Linked DNA regions of Hordeum vulgare: region 1 is linked to region 2. The links are chromatin contacts, called in public Hi-C maps. All regions are on one chromosome and are shown on one strand. The core of a region is the stretch at or near the end of the contact, and the rest is flanking DNA. Distances in the headings are between cores, read along the strand shown.

Region 1 (3,884 bases), core at 151-2,650, 320 kb after region 2:
ACATAAAAAACAATAACACGGTAATTCTGCTGAAAACAACGTTAATACGGGTTAGTTCTAATTAAATCATAAAATGCGTCAAAATCATATAAAAGTATTGTAAACGTAGGTAAATATGACATGAGTAGTTTATAAATTATCGATACGTTGGATACGTTATCGACACGATTGCGAACATCTTGGAAGACGTCGCACTACATCTTTTGTAGACCCTGGAGCTAGTCCATCTCTTCACCCCGTCGCGCGAAATCACTCGCTAGTTGGGTGTTCTACGTTTCAAGATGTGACAGTTCTACCTTACAATTGGAGAGTTTTTGCACGGCTTTGTCCGGAGTCTTCTCACTGTCTTCCATCACAGACTCTGCCTCCCCAATAAAGCTCTTCAGGGAACCCAGCTACCTTTCAAGGCCCAAACATTTGGCCTTAAGGGCTATGCTCTTCTTCGAAAAGCGTGTCTCTCAAAGAGTAAGCTCCCGCTAATATTCAGAACGAGCTTCCTCTTTTTGTTTGAGAAGGGCGTCCGCAAGTGCCTTCTTGATCTAAACGTCCTGCTTGTCAAACAGAAAGAGGAAGCTCAGGGGCCTTCGCGTCATCTCCGTGCTGACATGAGCTCGACACAATATTTTTCACCCTGCACCTCACGAGCCTAACTTAGAGGGAAACGACTGATTTAGAGCGTTTCTAATGATAATGAGTCTGACTGGTAGATGCTTTAAAATCCATGCGAGAGAAAAATTAGGCTAGCATCAAAAAGGACAAATTTTGTGTTTTAACCTTTTGTACTAACAAATTCAGAATTAACCTTGTTTTTTTAAAAAAAAAAGTGATTTTTTTGTCACGTCAATATGGGAGGCGCCATGATCCCTGATATCTGGTCCGTGTTCGGCACAACCGACTAACCCATTGATATGTTGACGTGACAAAGGACCGAACGCCAAAGACCCTGACGTTTGCACGTGATAAATGACCATACGTAAAGGATCCTGACGTTTGCACGTGATAAATGACCAAACGTCAAGTACCTTGACGTCTCGATGACGTGACCCATATTACCAGAAAGCTCTTGTGTGATCCGCTCGGGAAGGACCATACACTAGAGTGCCTGACGACTGGCCGTTTGTCATGTCAGCTGGGCAATGAGCCAGCCGGTCGTACGAACCACGGGTTAGACGTCACGAACCGTGTCGTCTTCCAAGCAACCCAATCGTCAAGGGTGTTAGAGTGATCATAACAGGCCATTTAAAAAAATTAAACAAGATCACTTTCGAATTTTATTAGCACAAAAGGTTATAACATAAATTTTGCGCCACCAAACACGCCACAACTCTCACGCTTGGAACGCACACGTACCGCACCGCATCGCGCAGCACGACACGACATTCCCTCTGTGCCCCACCACAGGACACGGACTCCCAACTCCCAACCTCCAGTGCATCAATCATCGCTCGCCCATCTCACCACCATGCCGCCTGTGCCTCTCCACTCCACTCTGCTCAGCTCACCTCCATAAGGTTTGGCATGGAACTGGGACTGGGAGCTCCAACTTCTCCGCCGCCATGGCGTCGCCATCTCTTCTTCCGCGCGCTCGTCATCTTCCTCTGCCTCTGGTCAGTGCGGCTCCCATCTCGTCCCGTGACCTGGATGCTCCAGAACGATGCGCTTTTCGTGGCGTTTCCTGTGCGTGTTTCATGATTATTTCGCCGCATCTGAGTGTCACTCGCGCACAACCAGCGTCTTTTTAGGCGGAAATGCTTTCTCTTCTGCTTGGGTCCCAGATATTTCCAGAGCTCGGGACGCCCCCTTCGGTTATTATTAGTTGATTCGAGATTTCCTATTGCGCATCTGATTGTCGACAAGATTGTGTTGTTCTTAGATTATTATATGCTCCAAATATATCTTCTTCCTTTTTAATGAAAAACAGTAGGGAAATACATCTCTCAATTTTGTGCCATGATATGAAAATAATTTAGCACAACATGTGGGACACAAATTCTGCCTCAAAAACAATAGGAAACAAAAAAGAAGCAGATCCTAAATGATTCTAAGATATAATCTCACTTTGTTTGTGAAGCTCCTGCAGTTTTCTTTAGGAGATTACGAAGAAAAGGATGGCCGCATCACTAATATGTGAATGTTTCTTCTTCTCTGACACAGTCGGTTTGCTCCCGTTGATCAAGATTTCACCTCTGTTTAATTTACGTCACATTGTTCCTAGCCTTGCATTTATTAGTGACTTCCTAGAAGATTATTCAAATACATTAACGGGATATACTTCGTCGGTGGGATACGCCACCTCCTGGGTTCCATTGTTCCTAGGTTTGCTTCCTAGTAGCATAATTGTATTAATGTAAAAGAAGTACTCCTACGAGCTAAGCGAGCATTGAGAAGAAAATGTTCCCTTTGGACAATAATTTTAATCATTTGACAGCCAAACAGATATTAAGCTAAAGAGAAATGACTCCAGTTAGTTCATACTGAACATTTTCAGGGTTACTTCTGAGGCAAATGAACAACATGCTGAGTTACCACCAAGAGGATGGAATTCCTATGATTCTTTCTCTTGGACAGTTGACGAAATTGCATACTTGCAAAATGCAAAGATTTTGGCAGAAAAGTTACTACCACATGGATATCAGGTGATCTACCAGAATTCTTTTATTTGGCGATACTTAATGGCATAAGAGAATATGAACAACGATGAATCTGATTAAATTTCTGTCCCTTGCCTACTGGTAGTATGCAGTTATTGATTACCTGTGGTACCGGAGGTATGTTGATGGGGCATATACAGATTCATATGGATTTGACAACATTGATGAGTGGGGTCGACCGTTTCCCGACCTCCAAAGATTTCCATCATCCAAAGGTGATAAAGGGTTCAGTCAAATTGCCAGCAAGGTTCATGAGATGGGTTTGAAATTCGGCATCCATTTAATGAAAGGAATAAGTACACAGGCTGTTAATGCGAACACACCCATCTTGGACATTGAGACGGTATGCTTCCTCTTCTGGAATGCTATTAGATTATTAATACTGTTGTTTCAAAATTATCTGTTAAAACAGAAGACAAATGGAATTCTTGGCCATGCGTTGCAATCTATAAATTTATTTGTGAAATATAATGAAATGAAGGGATATGATAATGGGAGCAGTGGAGATACCTTCATGGATTTCAATGGTCTATCATTACTGTATCTATCATACTGTTATAAATATATTATTAAAAGGAGGCAATAATGTTCTTTGCCAAATGAGACTACCCACAGTGGGAGTAACATAGATGCCACCTAAGCGAAAAATATGATGTGCACTCAAAGAATGTCATAGAACTTCATTTTATTATTGTTAAGTGTGGTGTCGAATGTCATAGAACTTCATTTTATTATTGTTAAGTGTGGTGCCTTCTTATCCTTTTCAGGGAAAACCCTATGTAGAGAATGGTCGGCAATGGGCAGCTCGTGATATTGGCCTGACCCATAAAACATGTGCATGGATGCCACATGGATTTATGAGTGTAAATACTGATATTGGAGCTGGACGGGCCTTCTTAAGATCTCTTTACCGACAGTATGCGGATTGGGGTGTTGATTTTGGTATGCTACTTCTAAATTTGTACTTCACGTTAGTTACATGATATGATATGGTAGAGAGCTCCCACCTTGGGGGTAGTTGACATTTCTTAAGTGTTGACATAACTACCATTCTTGCAGTGAAGGTTGATTGTATCTTTGGTACTGATTATAGCCCAGAAGAAGTAATAACTATTTCACAGGTAAATAACTTCACATCCTAGAGTTAGTTACACAAGTCCCTTTGAAATTGGTGCACCTTCAGAATCAGTTGATTTTCACATTGCAGCTCCTGCGAGAGCTTGACCGCCCAAT
Region 2 (4,037 bases), core at 1,200-3,699:
ACTAGTCGTTGGTAGTTATGAAATATTCTTAAAATATAGAGTATGGAAGATGTTTAGGGGAACTACTAGAGTTGAGCAATTTTTAAGGGAGAATATTTTTAAGGGAGTCCCTTGTTTTGAGACATAGGGGAGAGATTTTAGGGAAACTGTTGGACTTGCCCTTGGACCCCTCACCCCCACTATAAGCCAATGCACGCTCTATTTTAGTTTTTCTTAAATACGCACGAGTATACATACTATATTATATAGAAGAGGAAAGGGGGTAAACAACCTCTCCACCATAGCGTTACAAATTTATTTACAATGCTACCCACACATCCACCTACACCGTCATTACAATTGAACCAACTTGCCGTACTAGCCCTCCTTCCACGATGTGAAATAATCCACCGAGGTCACGTGTAAGGAAACCTGTTTGCTGCCATGTATGGCCCTCGTGCCCGATTTTATGAATGTATTGGTTTTGGAGGGCGTGGCTCCGTCGAAAACCACAACATTGCGATGCTTCCGGATCTTCCACATGACTATAGTGAACAAGGTGTTTGTAGTCTTCTTGAATCGCCTGCTACTTGTCCTGTTCATGCACCATGTTGACAGGCCTTCCCCTGCCATTGGCATCCATTCCGGTTTCCCAAGGGAGTGTAGGATCGCAGTCCAAACCTCCCGTGCAATGATATAGTGCAGAAGCATGTGACTTATGCTCTCCTAATCCTCATTGCATAGCGGGCATTGCTCTTGGTGGTCAAGCCGCGTCGCGCTAGACGGTCCGACGTCCATCATCTATTTTGGATGGCGATCCAAGTGAAGAAGCAGCATTGCGTTGGAGCTTTAAACTTCCATGTGAATTCCGCCGTTGGGATCACCTTACGTCCCTAGAACCTTGCTGCATAAGCGGATTTTGCCGAGAAGTCGCTATTTTATTCCCATGACCAATATGCTTGATCCTGGCGTGAGGGGTCCAAATCCACCCTCGTGGTGCACATCCACAACGTGAGGTATTTCATGAGAACCGCGTGAGTCATGTCCGGCCGAACGTCCCTTGCCCATGTATTATTCCGAAGAGCTTGGGCGAGTGTACAAGTCTTACTGATATTGTTTGTAATGTGCGCGTAAACTGTCGGCCCAGATCCCTTACCCTTTGACCATTTAGACATTGATCTTCCCAAAAGATGGTGCTTTGTCCATTGCCAAGTGACCATTTTGTTGCCGATTCGTATAGCTAATGTCCTGCAGCGGGAACCTTTATTTGGAATTCGGCCCAAGGCCTTGATTTGTACGAGCTCTGTGACCATGGTCGACGGGCTTGCATCACGATGTTCACCTACTTTAGATTTAGAATGTCTAGCCCACCAGCCCATTTGGGTGAGCATACCTGGTCCCAGATGACCGCACAGTGGGGACCTCCTATGCGCCACTCGCTCCGACCAACTACCGAGCGAATGCATAGGGGTTGCCCGAGTGGGCCGGCCCATTTATGTCTTTTTTTCTTTTTCTGCTCCTTTTCTGTTTATTTCCTTTTTTATTCATTTTTTCTTTCTTTATTCAGTTTCTTTTAGAATTTGAAGCAAAAACAAAATCTAGAACATGTTCTGAATTATCATAAAATGTTCTAGTTTTAAAAATTGTTCACAAGTTAAAAAAATCTTTTTTCGAATTTGTTCAAGAATTTCAAAAATTCCACAACATTTTTACTAATTCTGAAACATTAAATTCGAGAACATTGTTTTTGAAAATTTGAAACATTTTTTAAAAATTCAAGAACATTTTTCAAATTCCGGAACATTTTCCAAATTACGGAACATTTTTACAAATTACATAACATTTTTTCAAATTCCGGAACATTTTTTTAAATTACGAAACATTTTTCAAACAAAAACAGAAAAAAAAGAAACAAAAAAGAATAAAGAAAAAAGAAAAAAAATTGAATATCCAAAACATTTTTTGATAATTCACAACATTTTTTGAAACAGAAATAGAAAAGAAAAAAAGAAAAGAAAACGAAAAAGAAACCTAAAAAACAGGTTCACTGAACCTTCTAGAAGTTTCGCAAAACCGGAAAAAATCGGCTGGAACCTTTAGAAGGTTCCCAAAGCCGGAATCACTCAGACATGTTAACGGGCCAGCCCATATAAAATCGCTCGCATGCTACTGCCCGACAGTTTGATGCAAAGAGCGTTAAATAGGATATTCCCACAGAGTGGCCTCCCCAAGCTTGTGGTCTGGCACACCCCAAGAAACCACGACAAATCTTGTTGAATGTCACGATGGTTTTATGCGGCAACCTGAGGGCGAGCATTGCATGCAAGGGGATCACGCAGCGGACTGAATGTAGTATCAAAAGTAGCCGTCCACTCTCTGGCATCTTTATTGATTTCCATCTCGGTAGGGTTCCTGCTAGTTGGTCCACAAGGCCAGTAAGTGTGGTCCGCCGATTGCTTTCGCAGGGTCAATGGTAGGCCGAGGTACATGCAGGGAATGATCCACTAGGATAGCCAAGGATCCGTTCCACCATAGTCATCGTCTGTGATGAGCATTTGATAGGGAAAGCGACACTTTTGGTGAGGTTGACCCGCAAACCTGAGCCCTTGTAGAAAATTTGGAGAACTGCCACACAAGTATGGAGGTCCAACTCGCATGGTTTTAAGAAGATCATCACATCGTCCGCGAACATCGACAACCGGTGCTTTAATCCGGTTCTTGCCAGGAGGGCTAGGAATCCCCTAGATGTGGCCAGATCAGACATGCGCTGCAGTGGTTCCATGATCATAACTACCAAAAAGGCTCATGCGTTGTAACGGGAGAAAATATTATCACACGTTTTGAATTTTAAAATAATGGTATATAATCTGAGAATTTATAGCTATGACCCAAACAAAGATGATCTTAGCATACAAAAACGCAGTTCAAGATTCCAAACTACACTTTTAATTAGCAAGAGATTTTAATCACTTTCATTACTACAACTCAAGTAGTGATTTTTTGTTTTTAGATAATTTAAAATGTGATATATATTGAGAATATAGTAACTTACGCCAAGAAAATAATTCTAGGAAACCATACACTTGCACACTCCTTCGAACAACATTTTTTTCCTATTCCTGCTATACATCGCCTCGTACGTGTACACATTGTGTTTTTATATGAAGGCAATCACGCGTTGCTTTCATTGATAAAGGAGTGTGGTCAGTACATGGAAATCCAATACAGGGAAAGGTAAAATTAGAAAGAAAATAGAGAACTATGGTTCTGGAAGTTATTTACATAGTATAGTTTTGCTTGTTCGGAGGTTGCTGCTATTGGAAGAAATTCCCACATAGCTTGTTCTCTGCGAAACTTTGCAAGGAAATTACATGTTGTAACTGATGCCAGTTCTAATCATACAACAAATTTGGTCATGGATTCCTTTAGAGAGCCGCATGTGTTAAGTACTCCGGAAACATGCTTTTGCATATACAATGACAAGTATACTTTATTATATCCATTGAAGTAGTGACAAACTGGTTACTGTAGCCTGCTGAAAAACAGGGCCATGAATTCTTGGCTCAAGTATAGGATCAGGAAAATGTGACTGACATCTACTGACGGGGCAGTGGGTAAGATGAATATGTGTTGCTTCTGTTGGAACCAAATCCTAGGCCATGACATGCATCATCAGTTAATTTACACTGTGAAAACCAAATCCTTGGCCAAGACATGACATGACAATTGTTGGCATTAAAACCTTCATATCTTTTTCACCATGACTGAACTAATGGGGGTGATGAATTAATAAACCTTGAATAAAGCATGCAGTCAATCCACCATGCAACTTCAAATCTGTAGAATTTTCAGTCCATGATTTCACTTCAAGTGGAAAAACATGTTTTGCATCTCATGTTTTCTGACCAAGTAGACATGATAAATACAAAAGAAATTATCAAATCCCCAAATTCCAATTGGCAGGAAGGACTTGCACTGCCTCCCTAGAGAATGCGAGACTGCATTTTTAGAAAAGGGCACAATCGACCACTTGATATACCATCCGTAGAAAATCTTAA

The links. Hi-C and Micro-C count contacts between places; a contact is called where the count stands out from the background.
Region 1: a Hi-C map of leaf shows a contact between it and region 2, with 7 times the contacts expected there. The contact joins the promoter of LOC123401014 here to the enhancer-like site in region 2. A contact is called at or near these places in 3 of 6 Hi-C or Micro-C datasets (leaf and seedling).

The regions. Positions count from the first base shown.
Region 1 is chr6H:346,729,250-346,733,133 of MorexV3_pseudomolecules_assembly, forward strand. It overlaps LOC123401014, which reads left to right and starts at 1,401. Exons shown (of 14, transcript XM_045094732.1): 1 at 1,401-1,607; 2 at 2,489-2,636; 3 at 2,737-2,994; 4 at 3,419-3,593; 5 at 3,711-3,772; 6 at 3,859-3,884. The coding sequence starts at 1,519.
Region 2 is chr6H:346,412,307-346,416,343 of MorexV3_pseudomolecules_assembly, forward strand. No RefSeq gene overlaps it. Among protein-coding and RNA genes, the nearest start is that of LOC123402033, 250 kb to the left of the region's middle. Within about 2 kb of position 2,450, at least 2 of the 3 cell types and tissues checked have open chromatin away from gene starts, as enhancers often do. A contact at or near this core is called in leaf, where this site is marked.